2 separate regions of the Sus scrofa genome follow, and region 2 is linked to region 1. Evidence: chromatin contacts called from public Hi-C data. All regions are on one chromosome and are shown on one strand. The core of a region is the stretch at or near the end of the contact, and the rest is flanking DNA. Distances in the headings are between cores, read along the strand shown.

Region 1 (5,366 bases), core at 1,816-4,315:
TATGGAAGTTCCCAGGCTAGGGGTCCAATTGGATCTGTAGCCGCTGGCCACAGCCACAGCCACAGCAACGCGGGATCCGAGCCACGTCTGTGACCCACACCACAGCTCACGGAAACACCGGATCCTTAACCCACTGAGTGGGGCCAGGGATCGAACCCACAACCTCATGGTTCCTAGTCGGATTCGTTAACCACTGAGCCATGACAGGAACTCCTGTTTTCCATTTTAAGACCCATTTTATGATAAGAAAAAAGGCAACAGGCACATCTTTTCCAATACTGTGCCCTGAGACCATACCACATGCCTGGCCATGGGGGTTGCTGTCCCGTGGGCACCGTCTCTTACGAAGGACATCCGGCACACGTGTGAAGTCAGTGTCTTTAACTTCTCGAGCAAACGAAGAAGCAGGTGGCTAGGCATCCATCGCAAAGCTTCCAATGGGCGGAGGATGAATTCAAACCGGGGTTTGGCCGCAGACACGATGCCTCCCAGCTTCCCACCGTTCTGCAAGCAGCAACCAGCCCAGAATATCCAGACACTCCCACCAGGAAGGGAGAGCAAGCAAAGCCCCCTCCCCTGGATCCCACCCCCCCCAGACAAGCTCTGCCTGCATGTGGGGGTCTCTTCTCCTCCACCCCCCCAAGCCCCGGCCCCCAGATTCCACACCCACATCCAGGCCCACACCCTCAGCTCTGCCAACACACAGCCATCCAGGCATGGAAACGGTTAAGTCGCCCTCAGCGAATAAATCAAAAGTTCAAGGCTGCAACATACCACAATGATTCCTTCTTTACATATGACGAGAACCAGAGAGGGGCTGAAATCCCAAGCATCCTGAGCGAGGTCTCCCCGGCCCGCACAGGTTATGCCGCCAGGGTCAGGGCCGCGGACCTTTAGCGGCAACATTCATTTCCTGAACAGGACAAGTCCTCCTGACCATAAAGCTAATAGGAACTTCCTCGCACGGCGAGCTCCGGCTGACAGGGCTACTTGTCACTGGCCACGCAGGAGGAGAGCGCTGGTTCCCATTAGTGGGTTATGATGCCAGGTGCTACTAATAAGGTACATCGGCAAGAAACAAGAGCCTGCTAAGCTGTCTCTCCAACTCTGGAAGTCATCAGGCCTGGGCTTCGGGCTTGGGGAGGGGCCTTCTTTAAGGGGAAGAGGGAGCTTTAGCCACTGTGGACCCCCCCGGCAGCATCTAACCTGCCGAACGGCTGAAATCAATACATTTCAGACCATCGCTCTGCATGTCCCCCAGCTGCCATAAAAGACTCCCCCAAATGGACGCTCATAGCATTTCCCCCAGCGCTCCAGGCCTGATGGATCACCCAGGGCCATTACGGTCGGCCACATCTGCTTCTCACTATGGCAAGGAGGGTCGTGCCAACAGGCCTAATGGCATTAAGATCACAACGCTCAGTTAATCCACTTAGAGACTGATGCCCGGTGAGGGTGGCAGGGGACTTGGGAGGCGAGAGGCTCCCTTGTGAGGTCACAAGCGAAGCGGGGAAACAGGGAGGCGGCCTCACATGGAGTCCCTGCTGTGGGATCGAGGGGACAGGGTACCTCACTGAGCCTGTTTGAATCCCATCGAGAGGGAAGGGCTAAGCTCGCTTCACAGAACAGGAGCCTGATGGTCAGACAAGGGAAGCCACCTGCCCCAATTCACAATGAGGGGCCAGCAGGCAAAGCCAAGTCTATCTGAGATCCGTCTGTGCCCTGGCCCTACACACCGACAGGCACAGGGTCTGGCGGTGCCTGTCTCATTCTCAGCATGCCTGTCTTATATGTTCGCTCTTATCATCTGGGGCATCTAAAGGGCCCTAAAGAGGGGAGAACTGTAAACACCACTTTCAACTGGCCCACAGTGCAACCTCCCATCAAGATTTCTCCAACTCCATCTTCTAGTAATTTCGCCAGTCATACCCCCCCTGTCTAGGGAAGTTCTTTCTCTTATCTGACTTGGATTTTTCCTACTGCAAAGCTGAACACAGTCTGCTCTTGCTGAAGAAAATCAGATCTTAAGGACAGAGTCGAAAGTGAGGGAGGAATTTAGAATTCAGCAGGTTTTTGTGAGTTTTTACCCGAAGTTTCCGTGCTGACGATCAAGGACCGGATCCCCTCTTTGCAGCTGCAGCGTTAAGCCTCACGTAGGCAAAAACCCAACCAGAGTTTTTCCAGACTGAGCCAGCATAATAAGGACATGGGGGCTTTTAAGGGGAAACAGTAGAAAGGGGAAATTCTGATTATGCTGGCATGAGATTAACAGCATGGAATTTTTATTTTTGTAAGTGGGTTTCTTTTTCTCTCCCTTTTTCTGTTTTTGGAGTCAGCATAAAAGGCCTCTATCCCTAGAAGCTGGTCTCTCTCTGTGTGAGAGATGGTGGAGTGCTCTTGGACCCGCGTGGCCCCGGCCCGGAAAACACAAACCTTTCGCACAGTTAAGCAGCGCCCTCCCTCCCCCCTCCTCTCTGGTCATCAGAGGAAGCTAGTGGCCAAGTGATGAGCCTCCTGGTCACCGGCCACAGGGAACACGGAGCTGGTCCTTCCTGTAACTCCCCCTTCCCTTCCGACTCCATTAGGGGCTGAAGATCCAAGCAGGACGTTATGGAAAGAAGCATGAACGTGGAGCCAGAAGACCTAAGCACAAATTCTGGTGCCACCCTTCACCGGCTCACCAGGGACAGGTCCATTAGCCTCTCGGGTTCCCCTCTGCCCATCAGGGAACGGGAAACAAATATCTACCCTACAGGGCGGCTAGAGGGGTTGGGAAGATACAAACACACTTGGCACAGAACCTGAGGCGTGTCAAGCCCTCAAAGCGCTGTTTGCTGAATCCACCCTTAGAAGCATCCTGCACGGCGGAGAAGGAATGGGAAGGGGCTCTGAAACATGCTCCGTCCACAAGCCCAGGCTTCTCGGAAAGGAGGTGTTTGTGCTCCTAGGCTCTGCCGCCACTGCAGTGATTTGCTGGCCTGACCACATGCACAGGCAAGGGGACAGGGCAGTGGTGAGCTGCCTCGGCATTTGGAAACGATGCCAGTGGAGCGCTGCCCGGCTAAATTTAAACGAGGACTGGGATGACTCATCAGGCTTCAGGTCAATGGGACAAAGAGTACCCTGGCCACCGCGCTAGAAGAGATCAGATTGAGGGGGAAATTTCGGTGGTCACTGTGTATCAGCTCCAAATACAGGACGCCAGAGGTGGCAGCTCTTATTTAGGTGCCGTATAAACAATACCTTTGGGGGAAAGCAGGACCTGGACCAACACGAACATAATTTTTACCCTGCACTGCCAGCTTTACAACAATGGCAGCAAAAATACAACAGCAAACATTTACTTTGGGTCACCTACTTCCTAGCCAGTGCTCAGTATTTACTGATTAATCCCTGTAACAACCCAGTAAGTAAGTACTGTTATTATTCCCATTTCACAAATGAGCAAACAGGCGCAATAAGGTAATGTCCCCAAGAGTAATGTCAGGTAATGTTAAGTAATGTAACCAGAGCCACACAGCTGGTAAGTGGTCAGGTTGGGATTCTGACCCAGAGAGTCTGACTTGCTCAAAATGTCTATTTACTACGTGAAACACATGGGGTCGAAGGTGAGGGAGTGGGGGTGCCATGGTAAGTTTTCCTTTCCACCAAAGTCAATGCCACTGAGTCAGAGCTTTCGCCTACCACCACCAGAACAGAACTTGACCAAGAAAAGCTTTTGTTCTTGTGGAAAATTCCAGAACCCTCCAATGGGCGAAGTGAGGCAGGCCTGTATTCATTTAGCAAGACTCATGTCTCACACACGGGCTTTCAGCTGGACTTGTTTTCAAGTCATTCATTTTTAAAACTTAAAATAATTGGAAATGTTTTTCCCCAAATTAGCAACAAATCAGAGTTGTGAACGGAGTTTCGATTTTAACTTGTAGGATCATCACAATTTGAAAGATTCAGAGTTGTCCCAGAACAAGCAGAAGGAAAAAAAGTGTTGCTGAATGAAAGCGTTCTTGCCCTCTCCTTCCAGCAATTAGCAACTCCATCCAATAGCGACAGCAAATTAAAATGGGACTTCTCACCAAGATGAGAGAGCAGGCAACTTACTTCTGCTAGAAAGAAAACTAAAGAACTCATCTTCAAATTTCCAAGAGTTCAGCCTAGATCCCAGATGACTCAGTAACCCTAAGCAGGTTAAAGTACTAAAAAAAAAAAAAAAGCAACGAAGTCCAAGTAGACAGAATCAAATCAAACTGACCCTGTTTTAGCTGGCTGACTCCCAAACCAGATTCCAAAACAGAGCAAAATTCAATTAACCAAAAGGACTTCATGAGGCTATAAGTAAGTGCAGAAGCGGCAAACTTTTGAAAGAGTTCACCAATTCAGAAATAGCTCATCCAACTGGCTAGTTTTAGAAATGAAGACGATAAGCTCAAGATGAAAAAGAGACCAATGAGAGTGACAGAGGGAGAAAAAGAAGAAAGCAAGCGAGTGAGCAAAGTCAAGCCGAGTACGGAGACCCAGCCTCCCAAACAGCGGGCCTCAACCCCCCAGAGCCCGCTGCCATCCTCCGCTCTTCACAACCAACAATCGACGGCTCCAAAAGACGAGCTCTCCAGGAGCCCAGGAGCTTATAAACTTAGGTCATTCATCACCCCCAAAAGGATACTTCCTGGAAACAGGAACGGTTTCAGAAAGGATTTAGGCAAATCTGTGAATGACAGAGCAGCCATAAATAGCTCCTAAGAGATCTGGGCTCCACCTGACCTTTAGGATTGACGTCAAGGAAGAGACCCGTAGCCTCCAAGGGTGGTATCTTAGGGATGGTGTTGGCACCTTAAGACTAGGTCAGATGGATCTGACCCAGAACGGCAATGCCCATGTGCTTATATGGCCTGTGGAGGAGCACCCGGGACTGTGAATCTGAGAGTGAGCTGAGCTCCTGGCCCTAACCATTTATAGCTATGTGACCTTGGGCATGTCACTTACCCAAAGTTCACGGTCCCCACCTGTATGTTAGGGCCGATAATGGCCAACAATCCTTTACTCCAAACCCTTGGGTGCTTCAGAAATCCCAACTGTTCAGATTTTAGAAAGGTGCTATGGGGCCTAGAGTGTTTGCCAGTCCCAGAGTCGTCTAGGGAAGCACTCTGTAATCAAACACATTAATATTTTGGCAGCAAAACATATGAATATTCAAAATCGGCAGGATAAATATAGCCTCGCATCAGTTCAGATCAGGTTTTGCTACTAAACGAGTTTGCGGCCAACTTACACAAACCCTTTTAGCTTTCAGAGCTTCTCAGATTTCACCATCCCAGATATGGAATGAGGGACCCACACCCCCTGAGGGGAGGCTGTGAGTTAAGCAAGAG
Region 2 (5,366 bases), core at 1,119-3,618, 110 kb before region 1:
GGATTGAACCTATGCCCCAGAACTCCCCAGACACCACGGATCCTGTTGCACCACAGTGGGAACACTCATGCTTTTGTTTTGTTTTGTTTTTAGTTTTACAGAAGTATAGCTTATTTGCAACACTGTGATAATTTATGCTGTACAACAAAATGATTCAGTCATATATACACACATCCATTCTTTTCCCATATGGATTATCGCAGAATTTTGGGTAGAGTCCCTGTTGCCCAATCATTCGATATACCTCAGTGTGCATATGCCAATCCCAAACCCCCAGTCCCTTCCTCCCCGACCTGTCTCCTTTGGTAACCATAAATTGTTTTCAAAGTCTGTGAGTATATTTCTGTTCTGCAAATAAGTTCATTTGGATCCTTTTTTTTAGAGTCTGCATATGTGATACATATGATGTTTGTCTTTCACTGTCTAACTTCACTTAGTATGATAACCTCTAGGTCCCTCCATGTTGCTGCAAATGGCATTATTTTGTTCTTTTTATGGCTAACAGAATATTCCATTGTATGCATGTACTGCATCTTCTTTTATCCACTCCTCTGTCGATGGGCATTTATGTTGCTTCCATGTCTTGGCTATTGTGAGGGCTTCCTTAGTGTGCCTGTGTCTGAGTTTTGTATTATAGTCTCATAAGTCGCAGAGCTATTTCTTCCACAGATTTATAGTAGAAAGTAGTCTAGTGTGATTTCCAAACTATCTCAGATATCCTGAGGCTTTAGTAAATACCAGGCATCAGGCTAAATATTTAAGATATATCATTTCATTGCATCCTAACAACCTTTTGAAGGGCATGGTATGATTACTCCCATTTAGCAGATGAGACAACTCAAGCCCCGAGGGGTTAAGTCGCTTGCCCAGCATCACACCGTGGGTAAATACAGAGGTGGATTCAGAACGAGGCAGCCTGACCTCAGAGGCTTTGCTCTTCGTCTCCGTACCCTTCAGCCTCCCTACGGTTCCATCGGCAAAGACTCTTCACGAATAGGAAGGTGAGCTCTGGACTCCCTCTCTCACCCCCAAAAAAATCCACTTCATCTCTCATATACCGCAAGGTTTTGTCTGAAGTTCTAGTTGGAAAAAATGGTTCCACTACTTTGTATTTTTCGTTTTGTTTTTTTTTTCTTTTTGGGCAGCTGCTCGGCGTATGGAGTTCCTGGGCCAGGGATCAGCTGCAGTTGTGGCAACACTTGATCTTTAACCCACGATCTTTAACCCACTGTGCTGGGCTGGGTATTGAACCCGAGTCCCAGCGCTCTAAGAAGGCTGCTGATTCCGTGGCACCACAACAGGAACTCTCCACTACTTTTTAATAGATTTAAAATCCTTGCCTTGGAGTATCTGGCACGTTAAGAGCCAGCACTCAGAATACAAGTCGTACCAGTATAGACTTAGATTAAACACCACTAAACACCGAGGACATTGGCCTTGTCTATATTCCTAATGAGGAGTAAGATATACCTTCTATTGGATGCTCAATAAACAGCAGCTGACTGACTAAATGAATGATAGAATGTCCCAGGAAAGATATGAAATTACTTTTCCCTAAGAGCCTTAAAAATAAATATTGTCAGGAGTTCCCACTGTGGCTCAGCGGATTACAAACCTGGCTAGTATCCATGAGGATGCAGGTTCCATCCCTGGCCTCGCTCAGTAAATTAAGGATCCAGTGTTGCCATGAACTGCTGTGTAAACGGCAGACACTGCTTGGATCTGGCGTTGCTGTGGCTGTGGCATAGGCCGGTAGCTGCAGCTCTGATTTGATCCCTAGCCTGGGAACTTCCCTGTGCTGGGGGTTCAGCCCTAAAAAGCAATAAATAAATAAATATTGTCATTTGTCTTAGGTAGCTGGAGTTGAATTTCACCTCGAGGCAGAGAGAATCTCACAATCCCCTCTGGGTGTCCCTCCAAGCTTCAGGGCGTCCCAGGGCCAAGGATCTGTAAGAGACTTCTAGAGCTTCAAAAAAGAGCCAGGGAACTTGACGGCAAAGCAGTCAGCATGGGTGTTCACAGAGGAAGCAGCCGGGCCCCTTTCCAGCCATGGATACTGGTGATGCAGCAGTACTGGGGCGGAGCAGGCCAGGTGGGAAGTGGGGGTGGAGCCACTGACAGCCCCTCACAATGAGAAACTCCCCCAGTCCCAAATCATTAGTCAACAATGATTTTCTGAGGACCCAGGAGGGATCCGATTTTAACTGTGTTTCTTTCTTGGGTCCTATCAGTTCTCAAGGCTCCCTGAAAAGGAAGGAGGCAGAGAGGCCTGAGGAGGGGCTGGAAAGGGGAGGGCACTGTGGACTCGCCATCACCCCTGCCATCGGCCTGGAGCCCAGCCGCTGGGTGAGGAGCCTGCTCAGGCTGCAGCCTCAAAGGGCTGTGGTGAAGAGGATTCTTAGAAAACAGCCATCCTTGCGGCCGCAGGAGCATCTGCCTTAATGACTGAGAAGCAGGAGCAAGGAAAGAGGGCAGGTAGGAAATCAAAGGCCGGATGTGTGCCGTCACACGAGCTCTGACGAAGATAAAACAGATTAGCACACATGATCTCGGCAAGGTTGCCGGCTGAGCCCAGGCCTGACCACATCTGGCTGACCTCAAATTCCCCCCTCCCCACCCCTGCCTTGCTGAAGTCACGAAACTGAGCTGAGTGTGTGAAAGCCTCCTGTCCTCACTGACTGTGGGTGACAACACCCCCCCAACACACACACACACACACACACACACACACACACACACACACACACACACGAGGATCCCATGGACATGGGCTCCCAGACCAGCCCCCATTCATGAAGCCTCGACACTCCCCACCCCCACCCAGACACCCCCAAACCCCAAGCCTCAACAGCCAGAATGGGCAGTGCCAGGACCCAGGACCCGGGGGCCCAGCAGAGAGAGGCAGACACCCCCTCTCCCAGGGAGGCGTGTGCCTTTAAATTGTCTCTGTAATGGCTGGCTCAGAGGCAGAAATATTTGGCAGCCCTGAAATTAAAAGTGATAAATTTCCTCGCCAAGCTTTGATCGATAATAGAGGCCTCATCTGTTAATCAATAAGACAGTCTCTGCCTGTTTACTGTGCATACGTTGTTCACTGCTGCCTTCGGTATGATGTCAGGTTTGCATTCAGAGCAACTCAAGTGTGCGTAAACCACATGGCTCTTCCCAAAACGCATTACGGTGACATCATTCAGCCACTAATACATTTATAAAGCCTCGGTGCGAGGGGGTAGGGGTGAGGCAGGAGGTCACGCCAGTGGGACACAACGGGCACCTATGGACGTGTCGGCAGCATTCCCCCGCCACGGTATTTCCCGGGGCTCAGCCTGGCGTGGGGAGAAGGCCAGGCCATCTTCTTCCTGCACACGGGGGATGTTTTCTGCATGTTTGTTAAGTAGGTGCCAAGAGTAGGTTTACAGCAAGTGGATACAAGAGACAAATCCCTGTCCTCGGGAGCTTATGTTCCAGAGGGGAAAGAACGGTTTTAAAAGTCAAGTGAATACAAAATGGGTGGTGACCAGAGAGAATGGGAGAACGAGCCAAGTGAAGAGGGACAGAGAAGGCTATTTGACATGGGATGAGTGGGCATTGGAGGGAGAACTGCAGAAGGCGAGACTGCCCTCTAAGGAAGCTCATCCCGGGCAGAGCAAGAGCTAGGAGGCCGCCGGCTGGAATGGGGTCAGTGCGGGGAGAGGGAGAGCCGGGGTCTGGATGGCAGGGAGAGAAAGGAAACAACAGAGAGGCAGAAGCACAAGAAGATAAAGTATGTTACCCCCTGCTCCCTCCCCAGCAGTTACAGGTCCCAGGAAACCAGAGGAGGTCACAGCAAGATCCAGAGTCGGGGAGCACTGGGTGCCAGGCCTGGCTCAGCTGTCCCCGGCTGTGGACATCACACACGTCATCACACCTCAAGGCACCTGTGAACCCATCTGTACAATGGGAACGATCGGATCGGATCTGTCTGCCTCACTTGATGCTGTGAGGATCAAATGAGACAATGGATTTTTTGTTTTGTTCTGTTTTTAGGGCCACACCCATGGCATATGGGTCAAACCAGAGTTGCAGCTGCCAGCCTATGCCCCAGCCACAGTCACGCGGGATGCAAGCCACATCTGCGACTTACATCATAGCTCACAGCAACAGCGGATCCCCGAACCACTGAGCGAGGCCAGGGATCAAACCCGCATCCCAGTGGATATTAGTCGGATTCGCTTCCTCTGTGCCACAACCGGAACTCCCAATAATGGATATTAATGAATACAAAATTCTTGTTAAGAAGTTCCCATTCTGGTGCAGCGGAAAAGAATCTGACTAGGAACCATGAGGTTGCAAGTTCGATCCCTGGCCTCTCTCAGTGGCTTAAGGATCTGGTATTGCTGTGAGCTGTGGTGTAGGTCACAGACTCGGCTTGTGACCCTCAGCAAGTGGCCTCAACTCAGTGAGCCTGCTGTTCTGTGTGTAAAACAGGAACAAAATGGGAACAGCAAGAGAAAGTCCCTCCCAGGGTTGGGACAAGGTGGGGAAGGTGCCTAGCCCCATGTCTGAGGGCAGATCCACAGAACCGGTCAGTGACAGCTACCATCGTCACAGCCAGGCCCGGGGCCAGGGCTCCTTTAAAGAACTCCTTTGTGCAAAGTATGATTGATTTTACTGAAATTCAATGGCCAGTTATTTGGGGGCCATTTATCTTGCGTAAAGTGAGTCTCACAGTCGTAAAGACATATTTCACTATAATCACACACACACACACACCCCAATCCTGCTAATTTAAAGGTGAGCGATTTTGTCTTGCTGAAGAAGAAGGAAAGTCTGTCTCAGGACAGCATATCGGTATTAGCATCTCTTCATATCTTGCGCCCCCTCCCCCCGGACCCAAGCCTTTACACCCTCCTCCGACCAGACCCAGGGGCCCTGTTCTTGGGCCCTGTGCCACCTGCTGGGTTCCTTCCCTCTTTTCAGTCTCCCCAGCTGACTGCAAGCTCCGTGAGAGCAGGGTGGCACCGGGCTTGGCCCCTACTCCATCTCCAGTGCTCTGCCAGAGGCACTCTCTGTGCTTACTGACTGCCTGATAGATAAAGAAACCCTCAGGCAGGTGCCCAGGTGCAGAACTGGCCCAGGAAGAGGGCAGCGGCCATCAGGGCACTGCCAGGCTGTCCCCTAGGGGGTGGCAGAGTCCTTATTCTACTTGCTCTGGGTTCTCTGCTGTCCCTTCTTCAAAACTCAGGGGCATGATCTCCGGCTGGAACTCTGGCAGTTTGGGAGAAAAGGGAGGGCCGGGTTCGGAAGTGGAGGTGTCTGCTTCCTCTGCAGCAAGATGCCCCTCTGCTCCCCGCCCGGCCTTCCAGGCCCCACGGCCCTGCAGCAAA

What was found. Hi-C and Micro-C count contacts between places; a contact is called where the count stands out from the background.
Region 2: a Hi-C map of liver shows a contact between it and region 1, with 2.9 times the contacts expected there. The contact joins two enhancer-like sites. A contact is called at or near these places in 10 of 47 Hi-C or Micro-C datasets (liver, mesenteric adipose tissue, omental adipose tissue and 3 more) and 1 of 2 datasets of contacts at active chromatin or transcription factors (skeletal muscle).

The regions. Positions count from the first base shown.
Region 1 is chr9:41,648,995-41,654,360 of Sscrofa11.1, reverse strand. All of the region lies in intron 2 of ZBTB16 (zinc finger and BTB domain-containing protein 16), which reads right to left. Among named protein-coding and RNA genes, the nearest start is that of ZBTB16, 12 kb to the right of the region's middle. Within about 2 kb of position 3,065, at least 12 of the 83 cell types and tissues checked have an H3K27ac peak or open chromatin away from gene starts, as enhancers often do. A contact at or near this core is called in liver and retroperitoneal adipose tissue, where this site is marked.
Region 2 is chr9:41,761,478-41,766,843 of Sscrofa11.1, reverse strand. All of the region lies in intron 3 of ZBTB16 (zinc finger and BTB domain-containing protein 16), which reads right to left. Among named protein-coding and RNA genes, the nearest start is that of NNMT, 110 kb to the left of the region's middle. Within about 2 kb of position 2,368, at least 13 of the 83 cell types and tissues checked have an H3K27ac peak or open chromatin away from gene starts, as enhancers often do. A contact at or near this core is called in liver and retroperitoneal adipose tissue, where this site is marked.